Regions from separate parts of the Mus musculus genome. Here region 2 is linked to region 1. Evidence: chromatin contacts called from public HiChIP or PLAC-seq data. All regions are on one chromosome and are shown on one strand. The core of a region is the stretch at or near the end of the contact, and the rest is flanking DNA. Distances in the headings are between cores, read along the strand shown. Region 1 overlaps Parm1 (prostate androgen-regulated mucin-like protein 1). Region 2 holds the start of Odaph (odontogenesis associated phosphoprotein).

Region 1 (6,601 bases), core at 3,953-6,452:
ATTTCTTTTCAGCAGTTTATGATATTTAAGAGCAGGCCAAACATGATTTATTTATAGAGTTTGATCCTGTTTCTGCTCCTCTATTTCCTCCCCTGGAAAGCAGAGGGAAAGAACTGTAAATTTATCAAAGAAATTAGACAGTGAACTTTACTTCCACCCCCCAACGGCTGCACATACAATTAAAGCATTTGTCTCAAGACAAAATTAAGAGAAAAGAACATTGTGTCATCTGAAAATCAGATTATAAAAACATCAGGTCTAGATAACGATATTTGTGCAGGTCAGGAAATAGAGAAGTTGATTTATTCGGTTTTGAGCCCTATTAAGTTTCAAGCTCTTATACTATGCCATCTTCAAGTAAAATGAGAAAATTTTTACATTTCTCATCCTGATTATTTGTTACTGTGTATAAAGTGAAGAAGAAGGAAGGTGGGGGGGGGGGCTAAAACTGGAACTTTCATTAATTGAAACAGAAACGAAGCATACAGTGAGATCAAGATCCCTTGACATGGTCCTGCTAACTATAGATGAGAGACAATTTGAGCTCCACTGAATACTGTGTATTCTTTTATCATTAATCATCTTTCTATCCACCCATCCATTGCAAGAAACTTTTCTTTTTGATCATTTGCTTCTGTTTCCCTTTTTGCCCAAAAAGTGGCAAAATACATTATATAATGTCCTTAGAAATAGTTCATAAACTCTGAAGGCTCTTTGGTTTCTAGTCATTTTGAGAGTAGTGGTTCTTTCCCATAATGAAGATATACTTTGAGAGACAAAAGTAAATTGTGGGCCTCTATTCCTGATCAAAATTACAAATATTTTCCTGACATAAGAACCCACCAAACTGGACTGAAGAGAAACACTAAGGAAGCCAGGTTTGGGCTCCCTGTCATGCTAGTGGCTACTGGGTAGGTGACCATGGCACACATCTTGCGCTTGGGCTTCTCCTAACGTTGAGGAGTGGGTAGGGAAGAGCTACTGAGGTTCTCTTGCTGTTCCCTCTCAGTCCCGGAAATTTCCTGGGTCACAGGACCTTGACAGTTTGGCTTAGTTACTTTTCTATTGCTGCTTGCTGTGAAGAGACAGCATGACCAAGGCAACTTATAAAGCAAGCATTTAATTGGGGCTGGCTTACAGGTTTAGAGGGTGAGTCAGAGACCTTGATGGCAGGGAACATGGTAACAGGCAGCCAGGCATGACACTGGAGCTGGGGATGATAGATTACATCTAATCACAAGTTAGAGGCAGAGAGAGAAAGGGAGGGGGAGGGGGAGAAGGGAAAAGGGAGAGGGAGAGAGGGAGGGAGAAAGGGAGGAGAAGGGAGAGAGGGAGAGGGAGAGAGGAAGAGGGAGAGAGGGGGAGGGGGGCGGGAGAGGGGGAGGGAGAGGGAGAGAGAGGAAGAGAATATTAACTGGGGATTGCTTGGGATTTTGAAACCTCGAAGACCATCCCCAGTGACACTAATTCCATCAAGACCACGCCTTCTAATCCTTCCTAAACAGTTCCACCAACTGGGAACCAAGCATTCATACATAAGAGATTCTCATTCAAACTACCACACAGTTCTATTGGGGAAAATCAAACACCAATCCTGGCCTCATTTGTTATTTCATCTGTTACTCTAATGGAGGCATCTAAACGCTCTTCCTAGCTGCATTAGGTTGTACAGGTGTTGCTTTTGTTGTTGCTATGACCAAGTATTTGACAGAAACAACTTAAAAGGATGATGTTTTTACCTTGGTTTATGGGTGGCTAGTGACTTGAGCAGTGCAGCAGGAACATGGAGCAGATGCTAGCTGCTCAGTTCACAGTAGATAGGAAGTAGAAACTAGAGAAAATGAATACAGACACCAGACTCTTTCAGTGGCCCACCTCCTCCAAGTAGACCCACCTCCTACCTTTCAGAGTTTCCCTGTAAATTATGGTAGTGTTATAAGCTAATAGAGGGGGAATACATTCATTAGACCAGAGCCCTGGGAATCAAGCTGCTGAGAGACTGATGAGAGACTCATCACAGACATACCCAGTGTTACTGTTTTTTAACTTCTCCACATAATCAACTTGACGGCTCATCTAAACCATCACAGACAACCTAAACTTTAGTTTCAGAAGCGTTTCCAGACCTTGAGAGAAAAAGCACAAACGTTAGCAACCACACCGGGCTCTAGTGCCAGGGAGTGTGGAGCCACACCCACAATGTCATATTGCTCAAGCTGAGTGTGATTGCCACCACCGTTTTATCCAACATGACGGGTGTATCTTTCCTCCCAGATCCACACAGCGACCCTGAGCAGCCACAGGAAAGCAGTAAGGGCATACAGGGCCTCACATTTCATCAGAACAGTTAGTGCCCCTCTGGCTATAAAAACAACCCTGTCTCCAGAGGGCTAGGGTGTGTTGAAAGCTCTCTATTAGAAGGCACATCTCTGTGACTATTCCTTCTTTCCTCTGGCAGTAAAAGCAAAGAAAGGCAAGGTCAGCAGATCCACCTTGGTGTGATAGAACTGAATCCCTCCTGGGAAGGCAGGGCACCTGACACCTTCCCTCTCAGCTGCTCCTCTATCTTGCTATGTCCTCTGGGCAACAATGACGTGTAATGCCTAGCCGACAGCCAGAGCTTTGTTTTCCACTTTCATCTTGAGATTTTTCAGATGAGCTCTGGGCCCCCGCCCCCCAGGAGTCAGGGGAGCCTGGCTGCACCTTTGGTTATTGTCAAAGTCTTTGGCTCACTGCAAAAATCAAGGCAGTTCACAGCCAGATGCCCAACCCGGGTGCAGAAATGATTATTGCAACAATCTCACTCAAATGTATTTCAGCCATTGTTCTAGTTCTAAGGCTCAAGTCAAAGGAAACTTCTCTCCATATGAAGAGGCCACACTTTCTGTAGGTGAACTTAGAAGTGACTGTCTTAATTTGGGTCCCATTGCTGTGAAGAGATACCATGACCATGTGACCATGGCAACTCTTATAAAGGAAAAACATTTAATTGGCCCTGACTTATAGTTTCAGAGGTTTAGTCCATTATCATCATGATGGAAACATAGCAGTGTGCAGGCAAACACAGTGCTGGAGGAGCTGAGAGTTCTACATCTTGACCTGCAGGCAGCAGAAAGGGGTAGATTGAGCATAGGAGACCTCAAAGCCCACCCCTCAAGGTAACACACTTTCTCCCACAAAGGCCACACCTAGTCCAGCAAGGCCACACTTCTTAATGGTGCCCTTGCTTATGGGCCAAGCCTTCCAACACAAGAGTCTATGGGAGCCAAACCTCTTAAATCCCCACAGTGACAATCTCTGAACAGGAGGTAACAGTACCCAGAGACTTCAACCATATTAGACATTCCAGATCATTCTTTTCCAAACCTTACTCATGCCTGGATACACTACTCGGGAGCCATTTAACTGTGACCCTGCCTTTCTCAAGTTCTCGGAGCTTCTGAGTGCTAGGGGACATAGTCTTCACATGTCAATCACCAAACCAGTAAGATTCGATCACAGAAGACCCTGCCTTCTAAGTAGGGGACAGCTGGTATAAAGGGAACCCAGGGTTCTCACTGAGTAGTGAAAGGAAAAGAAAATAACTCCCACTCCTGTCCCTGACTCCAATAGGTTTAGATCCAGTAGGCATCCAGTCCAACTGTGATGAACCTATTTAATCACCTGGCAGGTGGATGCCCTGCTATGGAGATTTACAGTGCACATTTGGTCTAGAGACACACAGTCCCCCATTGGCAGACGTCTAGCCGTGCTGTTTCCAATCTGCCTGCATGTATTAGTGCAGCCATTGAATTTCTGTGTTATCGAAAGTAAAACTTGGTCAGGGGCCAAATGCTCTGCCTCATAATTTGCTTCTATTTTCCACAGCCAAAAATAAACCTTTGGAGTGAGAGGCCACTCTGAGTCTTAGGAGGCAGCACTCAGGAATCAAGGGTCTGTTCTGAGCCCTCCCTTTGCTTCCCATCCTTAGCACAGTGGCTCGAGGAAGTCATTCAACCTCTGGATTTGAGGTTTCGCATCTGTAGTGCATAATAGGATACAGAGATCTCAGAATTGAGTCGTGGACATTGGGGGCAAGTTGATTATGCTTATCAATTCTAAAGTCGTCTTTCAAATAAGTCCTTAGCCTTTGTTTTACCTTTGCACACCTTTATGACCTATGAAGGCTGTGTCTCAGCTAACACGTCATAAGTTATCTTCAGCACTTTGTCTCTCCTTTTTACTTTTTTTTTTAATTTTTGAGATTATATCCTTCCATCCCTTCCTTTTCCTCCCCCCCCCCCACACTTCATTTTCTTCCCTCCAAACTCTCTGATGTATTCCCCTTTCAAATTCATGGCCTCTTTTTCTTTCATTGTTATAACATGTATCTTAAACATATAAATACAACTTGTTCAATATATTGCATGTATATGTTCATTTAGTATCACATAAGCGATGCTCTGCTCTTCCGTGGAGAAGGCTATTTCTTCCATTATGAACATCCTTTAGTTGCCTGTCCTTTGTATAAGGTTAACACCCCCTAAGCATTTCCCATTTCATATTAGTATGTCTGTTGGTTTTGTTGTGATTATTGGTTTTACTGGTGAGACTTCATTGGTTTAGCTTCTCTGACAGTTGTAAAAGACACAGTCTGACAGCAAGCCTCCAGTTCTTCTGACTCCTACAATCTTTCCATACCCTACTCTGTGCTGTGGATGTATCCGTTAGAACTGGGTTTCACAACTCTGCAATAAGACAGGTTATGGTTTTCTGTGATAGTCCCCATCTGTCACAAACAGATATTTCCTTGATGTTTGTCTCTCCTCTCAATAACAGATGGAGTGGAGGTACATCTGAGAATTATACATCCTAGATTTTGGTTCTTAAAATGAAAATGCTTGCTGGGAAACCTCTGAGGCCAGCTAGGCCAGTTCTTAGGTCTCCTCAGAGTTTCTGAGTTCTGCTTTGTGGGAGTGTCTATTCCATGCCTTCTTCCGTGGTGGGGTAAACAAGGAACTTGCTTTGACCTTCAAGCACACTTGCCTGTCTGATCCTAATCTTCCTCCAGCCTAGTCTAGATTCTTCTTTCAGAAAAAAAAATCCTCAAGGTTTCTGGAATATGAGCTATTACAACACATTTTCTGGATGGTGTCCACCCCTCCCAGAGTCACAGGACACCTTGTCCAGCCACAGCACAATGATTTTATGTCACTGGTATTTTTGTGTGCCCATAGAATTCCTTGAGGTCACAGTCCTGATAGCGATGGTGTCTCCGGGGATTGTGCAAGGATGAGAAAGAATATGGAATGAATGTCCTATCTCTGAGCAGGACAGAGATGAAAACATAGGACTCCCTGAGTGGATCAAGGCTGGCTGCGCTCTGTGGACAACCAGAGGCAGAGAGATCCATCACTCAAGTATCTGTAAGGCCTAGTTCTGCAGTTGAGGAGTCCCTGCTTTTCGGATTAAGCATTGGGATGGTTTAATTTTGCATTTAACAATGTAAAAAAAAAAAACTATCAGTGAGAATAGTTTCCCATTCAACTATATTTGATTTAGAAACTTCTTTGTGTTGCCTCCATAATTTCCCAATTAAGCCCTGAGCTGGAGGTAACTTCAGAAAGAAACACAAATCCAAGTTTTAAACGTTTCCAAACACTTTACCTTTTACATACTCACAGATGAACCTGGATGGTCTTAGAAAATCAGCCACTGTGAGTCACTCTCCAATAGCACTGTAATCCCTGACATTCTGTGAAGAGCTTCTCGGCGTCCAGAACATCCCGAGCTTTCAAGGACTTGTCATTTATATAACATCTTTGTAAAAAGCTTTCCAGTTATGACATAGCATAGTACTCCACCCCCTCCTCCCTTGGTCTGCAGAGACCCCAAGAAAGCAGCAAAGCCTCCATCCAAAAAATAACTACACCCCCCCCTGGTTTCTTTCATTTAAAATGTCATTAAGTCCTTGACAGTGTAACCTAGATGATTTCCTGGATGCAGACAGGGACACAAAATGAAAACCAACAACTTGGGGACAAGGACTCACAGACAACTCAAGGTGGTTGTGCAGGGGCTACAAGCGTGAGTTTCAACAGAACGACAGTTGAAATTATTGACTCTGCCGCATATCATCAGCCATATGAAGTTTAGTTCATTTTTGTTATTTACAGATAATAAGACCATCATGCCTGCTATGTGACTGTACCTGAGGAGACTCAAACAAATGATAACTCATCCCAGATAGAGTCCTGGCAACGCTCCAAGCAACTAAGTCCAACTTGCTGAACCAATTGGTTTATTGTGTTTGCTTATAGAAGTATGGGCTTACTTGCAGAGTATTTACAGAAGCAGTGATGACTCAAAGAAGGCTGTGTCACTGAGACGCACACCCTGGTCTGGGTGACAGTTCATGGGAGCTGTCTCCCTGGCCACTCCCTATATGATTTGCAGGCATCTGGAAAGGTCAGAGGGTTTCTTGCCAGAAGTTGTTTCTGCTTACCTAAACTTGGAGAGGAGTCTCGGGGATGCTGTTTTATGTCAGCAGCTTCCTGAGATTTGAGATTGTTCCTGAGCCTTGTAAGTTTTCTACATTTTCTGAGACGAGAAGAGACCCTCT
Region 2 (7,414 bases), core at 3,603-6,102, 420 kb after region 1:
ATCATCTATTCAAATTCACACATGAAGAATGCTATACATACTTTACCACAAAGAGCAAAAAAGGAAATACAAGACACGACCTCAAGGTGTGAGGTCATTTGGCTGTGATGACTATCATACTGATTGCCATTATCAGTTGGGTTGATGTGGTGGGAAAGGCAATGTGCTCTCTCCCTCCTGCTGTCCCTCCCAAAACTCTGGGGAAATGTGGTATTCCCCAGTAAAGGACCACTCTTGCATCAAGGGCATAGAACAAGCTCTGCTGCCCTGCTAGAACCTCCGAACTCTCTCATAACACACATTTACCACGTGAGAGTTGCAGGTAGACAAACAAGGCAAACGAAGGAAGCCAGTAGCCTTGGTGGGTCAACGAAGTAGCCCCAAATGTGGGCTCATCTGTTACCTGGTCCTTTCTCTCTCCTATCAGGAGCAAAGCTGTCCTGGATCCAATTAGGCAACAATCTGCATCCTCACTAGGGCCCAAACTTCGCTTCTCTGGTGCTGCAGTTTCTACACACGTGCCCCTAGGTACTCCTCTGGAGACTTTAATAACTGTCCCAAGAATAATACTCTCAGTGTTTACTCTCTTAAGTACTATTATATTCTACAGAAAAGGGCATTTTTGGTTTTGTTACTATTGTTTTAAGACAAGGTTTTACACTGCAGCTCATTCCAGTCTTGAGTTCACTAAGTAGGCTAAGCTGACTTTGAACTCATGGCAATTTGTCTATCTCAACCTCTTAAGTGCTGGACTTAGAGATTTAAGCTGCCATGTCTGGCCAAGGTATTTTTATCTTCCAAGTTTTTACTTATGAACACATTATCATGACATTGTTGTTTAACTCAGCTATATTTTCATCACCTAACCCCTCAGACCAAAAAACATAGTGTACTACTTCTCGGTGTTTCTCAGACCCAACTTACAATTTTTGAGGAAATCCTATTATCTTGGCCTCCAACACAAGCCTTGAATCTCCCACACCCCCTCTGCTACCACCCCAGTTGGAGTGAGCACTGTTTCCACTCAAGTAGTCGTTTGTTATAACCAGACCATCCTGCCTCCAACCATCTGTTCTCCAGTCAAGAGCCAGAGTCATCTTTTTAACACATAAGTAGGATCATGTTGTGTCTCTCTGTGAAAGCCTCCAGTCAATCCCCACTCTACCCAATAAAGCAAACCAGCCTCCCAGTCCTCCCTTAGCTTTCCCTTATGAGTGTATCCTGCCCAACTACAGTAGCATCCATGCTGGCAGATATTATATGCAACCCTACTCCTGCTCCAGGGCCTTTGCACTGACTGTACCATCTGTCCCAACATCCACATGCATGACATCAAATATCATCTTGGAATCAAAATTCCAACCTCCCCGTATTCCTTATGTGGAACATTTTCATTTTTCAGTAGCACATATTATAGAATATTCTAACACATTATAGTACACCAAATACTTTATTCCTGTGTTATTTTACCGCACTAGGATATAAACTTTGGGGAAGGTATTTTTGTCTGTATTCTGTTCCTCTGGAATACTGTCTGGCATATCCTGGGCATGCAACATGGTAACCTTTATTTCAGTTACTCAAGAGGCAGGATTATGGCTTGAGCCCACAAGTTCAAGACCAGCCTGACCAAGGACCCTATTGCTCCAAAACAAAAATTGTTCTAGAACTTTGTCAAGGAATAAAATCAAGCCTGAGGAATTTACCACTTCCTGATTTGTGTCTATTGGTCTCGTTTGTGTCTATTGGACTTCTTGATCCTCAGGTGACATCACTCTAGATTGACACTCTTTAAAGCCCAAGACTATGATTAATTCTGTTCTTCCTAAACTCCTGATGAAATCACTGGTCAAAGCAGTCCTTTGAATGATGGGATGTTTTGGCAAATACAACCTCCTAAGAGAAAACATTCTGAATTGAAGTTCTAATAATTTAATAAAAAAAGGAAGGAAGGAAGGAAGGAAGGAAGGAAGGAAGGAAGGAAGGAAGGGGAGAGAGAGAGAGACAGAGAGACAGAGAGAGAAAGAGAGAAAGAGAGAGAGAAAGAAAGAAAGAAAGAAAGAAAGAAAGAAAGAAAGAAAGAAAGAAAGAAAGAAAAAGGAAGAAAGGCAAACATGCCCTTTACAGATTATCATGATAGTTTGAGCTTTGTGTCAACACCTCAATGTTCCTCTGGGGGAGGTACTTACTATAGTTCAGATTTCGAATGTCCCTGTCTTAGTCAGGGTTTCTATTTCTGCACAAACATCATGATCAAGAAACAAGTTGGGGAGGAAAGGGTTTATTCAGCTTACACTTCCATACTGCTGTACATCACCAAAGGAAGTCAGGACTGGAACTCAAGCAGGTTAGAAAGCAGGAGCTGATGCAGAGGCCATGGAGGGATGTTCTTTACTGGCTTGCTTCCCCTGGCTTGATCAGCCTGCTCTCTTATAGAACCCAAAACTACCAGCCCAGGGATGGTCCCACCCACAATGGGGCCCTTCCCCCTTGATCACTAAGTTGAGAAAATGCCTTACAGCTGGATCTCATGGAGGCATTTCCTCAACTGAAGCTCCTTTCTCTGTGATAACTCCAGCTTGTGTCAAGTTGACACAAAACTAGCCAGTACAGTCCCTAAGTGCCCATGTGTTAAAAAGCCTTGGTCTCCAGCCTGGAGCACCACTGGCAGGTGGTAGAAGCTCTACCAGATTAAGACTAGTGAATGGAAGTTAGGTCATTGGGGATGGCACCCTTAAAGGGACTACTGGGACCCTTAGCCCCCCCCCCCTCAGCTTCCTGGTCACCGTGAGATGAGCAGCCTGTGCCCCTACAATAATGTTTTCACCACAGTCCAAAAGCAGCAGAAATAGCTGACCAAGGACACTTCTAAACTATGAGCCAAAATAAATCTTTCTACCTTATAAATTGATTTTCAAGTATCTCATCATGGTGACAGAACGCCAACTAATACAAATGCCACATCAAAGATCATGTCTCTAAACTGATAAAAAATACATTTTTTTTGAGACAGCATCTGACTCACTATGTTGCCTAGGCTAGTTTAGAACTCATAGGTCAAGCCTTCCTTCCACATCAGCCTCTGAAATACCTGCAATAATTGACTAGTGTCACCATGCTGGCTTGAACAGATAATCAAATGGCAAGTGAGAAAAGAAAATGATATTAGAAAGTTTTGGGTATTTCTTTTTTCTAACAAGAACCAGCCTCTTAATTCTTGTGACCACTTCCTGTTACTCTCACAACTGAAAGAATCCTCTCGGGAGGCCAGCCAAGCACTGGTGTGTCTGGCTGTGGTGGTTTGAATAAGAATGGCCTCCATATGCTCATGAATGTGACTAGTTAGTCACCAGGGAGTAGCGCTATTTAAAAGGATTAAAGGGATTAGGAGGTGTGGCCTTGTTGGAGGAAGTGTGTCACTGGGGGTGGGCTTTGAGGTTTCAGAATCCCATGTGGAGCCCAGACATCTCTGCTTACAGATCAGTATGTGGTTCTCAGGTACTGCCCCAGTGTCTACCTGCACTATGACAGGCTTCCTGTCATGATGATGATGATGGAATAACCCTCTAATACTGTAAGCCAGCCCCCATCTAATGCTTTCTCTGTAAGAGTTGCCTTAGTCTTGGTGTCTCTTTACAGCACTATAACAGTGACCAAGACACATGTTCATCTTACAAGCAAGTTGGTGACTTAGAAGAAAGTCTAGAAAGTAGGCTTATTAAGTTATGCTCCAGGTTTCTTCATTTTTGTTTAAACAATGACCATAGTGGCCACAAGGAAAGACACTTTTCTACCCATGGCCCTTCCCTCATGGGCAGACATAGGGCAGAGAAGAACCATACACTTGGGTCAGAATCTAACAGCAGCTTCTTCAAACACCTGGATCAGGAAATCTCCTCTTCCCTCATGATTTGCTCCAGGAAGTCAAGCTATGTGGTGAGGAGCTAAGGTAGTTCTTTTCTGTGGGGAGTTTGAATGAAAATGGCTCTAATAGGCTCATGCATTTGAATGCTTGATCTGAAGTTGGTGGAACTATTTGGGAAGAATTGGGAGGCATAGGGGTAGACTTTGACGTTTCAAAAACCCATACCACTTCACATTAGATCTCTCTCTGTCTCAGGCCTGTGGATAAGATATAAGTTCTCAGATACTGCTCCAGCACCATGCCTGCCTGTCTGCTGCCATGATTCCCCACCTTGGTGGCCATGGGCTCACCATCTGAAACTGTCAGCCCAAATAAATTCTTTCTTTTATAAAAGTGGCTCTCGACCCCGTGGGTTATGACCCCTTTAGGGGATAAAAGACCCTTTCATGGGGGTCGAATATCAGATATCCTGCATATCAGATATTTCCATTAGGATTCACAATAGTGGCAAAATTAGTTATGAAGTAGCAATGCAATAATGTTATGGTTGGGGAAAGGGGGAGTTACCACAACATGAGGAGCTGTATTAAAGGGTCGCAGCATTAGAAGGTTCTATAAGCTGCCTTGGTCAGGTCATAGTGTTTTTGTCATAGCAATAGAAAAGAAACCAAAATACCTTCCCTTGCAGCTGGAGAGCCATGGTTACAAGTGAAGAGAAGGCACTGAGGTGGGGAGTGTTTGGAACTGACAGGGTAGTGAAGGTAAGGTGGCTTCCTTCAGTCCAGAGTGAAGGAGAGGTGCGTGACGCTTGCCTGGCATTACCAGAAGCTTCAGGTTGACGAAGACTGTCTGGTATTTCCTTGAGAGTTTCTTACTCTCCCACCACAGGTCCGGGTGGTTGTGGTCCACTATGCAAATGCAAATTGCCTGACTCAGGCTGCTGCCAACTCACTCACTCTCCTTTAAAGCAGCCTGGGGCCCAGAGCAGTGAGTGCTCAGGGCAGAAGCCATGGCTCCAGCTTTCCATGTCTCCTGGTTACTGGTCAGCTGGTTGGTGGTAACTACAGCAGAAGGTAAGAGTCTGAGTTTTTACCTACTGTGTGTGGGTTAGATAAATAATACCATACAGGAAAACAAAGGTGGCTTCCATGGTTACATATTTCCATATGTTGGAAATGTTTCTTTGCTACCATCAGCCTGTGTGAATGAAATGAAAGGCTGGGGTGGCTCACCTGAAGACCTGGATCCCAGTCTTAGCGTTACCTCTGTGATTTTAGGGTATACTTGAACATTATATATGATTATGCATTGTTGTGGGGCTGGAGAGGACAACTGAGCTATAAGCAAAAGCCTCTGCACATTAAAAGCACTGCATCAAGGCTACTGTTGTTACTACGGTTATCGGTTATGGAGCTAACAGTGTTTATGTGGAATTATAGCACTGTCTGCTTCCTTCCATTTCCAGCAGCCAGCTCTTCAGGCTGAGTCTTTGTTTATTGCTTTAATGAATCATACCTGATGAGCTGTGTCTTGGCTCTACCAAGGTGAGCAGATTTCCTGAGGCTGACTAATTTCTCCCTTGCTCCCATTCTCCCCTCCCCCAGCACCCCCCCCCCAACCCTGCACTCCTCCCCCTTGCTCTCCACTGAACCTGCAGATGCTCTGAGCATGGACATTGGATTTCAAGTCCCTGCCCAAGGGAAGATATGGAAGATAGGAGAAAGGAATAGGAAGGAGAACCTGGGGGCCCTGCATCTAGCATTTGTTTTCGTAATTGACTTTAAATGCAGACGTAGGTGCTGTTCAGTGAGGAGGGATCCAGTGTTGGACAGAGCCTCTCGCCCACTTACATTCCCTGACCTAGGGAAGCTTTTCAAGGGGTTCAGTGAGACTCCATTCATCTTCCAACATTTTCTCTGCAGTTGTCACACAATGTCTGAGACAGACTGGAGACAGGGAGAGGCATCAGAACTTGTTGCTAGATACCCAGAGATCCCCTAACCCAGCCTCTGCACAGACTACAGCTATCACAGGGCAGCAGTTCCTCAATTCCCAAGATGAGGTTATGGACATCTGCTGAAAAAGAGGCCACCTTCTTTCCAGCTTATGGGGCACATGTAGTCACAGAGCAAATTTGTTGACATCTCTTGTTTTGTTCTCTTGAGGCTTTGAAAATAGCTAAATAGGTTATAACGAGATTCGAGATTTCAATTATTTATATCTAAAACTATCCTTTGAGGGCTGAACACAGTGGTGTGTGCCTCTGATCCTGACACTCAGAGGCAGAAGCCGGAAAGATATCTGCGAGTTCAAGGCCAGCCTAGTCTATGTAGCAAGTTTCAGAATGGAAAGCCAGGGTTACATAGTGAGACAATGTCCCCAGACAAACAAATAAAAATTTCGTCTGAAAGGTGAGATTTGGTCTCTGAGCTTGGCAGCACAGGTTCTAGGTCATCACTCATTTCTGCTTGTCCTCTGGGACTGACTGCCCAGCAGGAAGGCTCACATGTGTCCCTGTGCCCTTCGCCGTCCAAGAGCACCTGCTCCTTTCCTGCCTCACATCTGCTCTCTGCAGTTCTGCTTCGAGTAACAGCAATTAAATGCTACTGTAATATCACACTTACAAGTCTTTCTGGAGGCACTTTATTGTAAAATAGGTTGTTTTTCTCTGACATCTTTGGATTGTCAAAGCAGTCTGTGCCTCACCTGCAGTGTATGTTCCATGCCTGACTGGCAGATCTGTCTGTATCTAATCTCTTTCCAATCCTCAGAGACAGGCGCTATGGTTTTGTCATCACAGCGCTCAATTCAGCATGTAATATGGGATGTGCACACGGTTGACCCGACGTACAGCATCCTGAAGGGGGGACGGGGAGTTTAGCACATTTTCTGGGCTCTAAATTCTTTATCTTTCAAGTGATGAATTTTACAAAAATAGCCAATCGTTCTTGGTGTCCACAAAATGAATTGAGTTACAGTTATTATGAGTCAGTTAACCACGGCATTGGTATTTCTTTGTGGCTGGAGTCTGAATGGGCATGGGAAATCTAAGATTCCAGGTGCTCTGTAAGGAAGAATGGCGTGGGTAGACCCAGGCTTGCTGCTATAAAAATCACTACAGCTCTCTACAAAACAGCTCTTGACTGCCCAGATAAACCACAGAGCACAGGTAATTATAAAAAGATCTTCTCATCATTACCTCTTTTTTTAAAAAATCGAGCTAGTTTGGGGGTATGATACAAATTTCACGTCTAGACTATAATAAGCCCATTTAAGACTGACATCCAAACTTCAAACAATATTTTGGCTTGTATTATATAATACTATAATTTTAAATATAAATTATTATTTAAAACACTCTAAGGCTGGAATTAAATTCTCGCTGAGTACCACAAAAACACCGAGAAGAACAGCCAGTGTCTGCCTAGTCATTCAGAGATACACCAAGTCTTCAAGGATAACACTGCCATCCAGGGAGTGTTCCAGGTGCTGAAGACATCAGCAATGACCAACAGAATCAATAATCCCTCGTCTTCACAGAGTTCCTAG

Evidence for each region. HiChIP or PLAC-seq counts read pairs in DNA pulled down with a chosen protein or histone mark.
Region 2: a contact with region 1 is called in a FOXA1 HiChIP or PLAC-seq map of pancreatic cancer cells. The contact joins the promoter of Odaph here to the enhancer-like site in region 1. A contact is called at or near these places in 5 of 39 promoter capture datasets (the 3T3-L1 cell line, embryonic stem cells, hippocampal neurons and 2 more), 1 of 115 datasets of contacts at active chromatin or transcription factors (pancreatic cancer cells) and 2 of 9 other capture datasets (embryonic stem cells and macrophages).

What each region holds. Positions count from the first base shown.
Region 1 is chr5:91,560,474-91,567,074 of GRCm38.p6, forward strand. All of the region lies in intron 1 of Parm1 (prostate androgen-regulated mucin-like protein 1), which reads left to right. Among named protein-coding and RNA genes, the nearest start is that of Parm1, 46 kb to the left of the region's middle. Within about 2 kb of position 5,203, at least 40 of the 459 cell types and tissues checked have an H3K27ac peak or open chromatin away from gene starts, as enhancers often do. A contact at or near this core is called in hippocampal neurons and pancreatic cancer cells, where this site is marked.
Region 2 is chr5:91,982,621-91,990,034 of GRCm38.p6, forward strand. Odaph (odontogenesis associated phosphoprotein) reads left to right here and starts at 4,853. Exons shown (of 2, transcript NM_001177577.1): 1 at 4,853-4,938. The coding sequence starts at 4,875.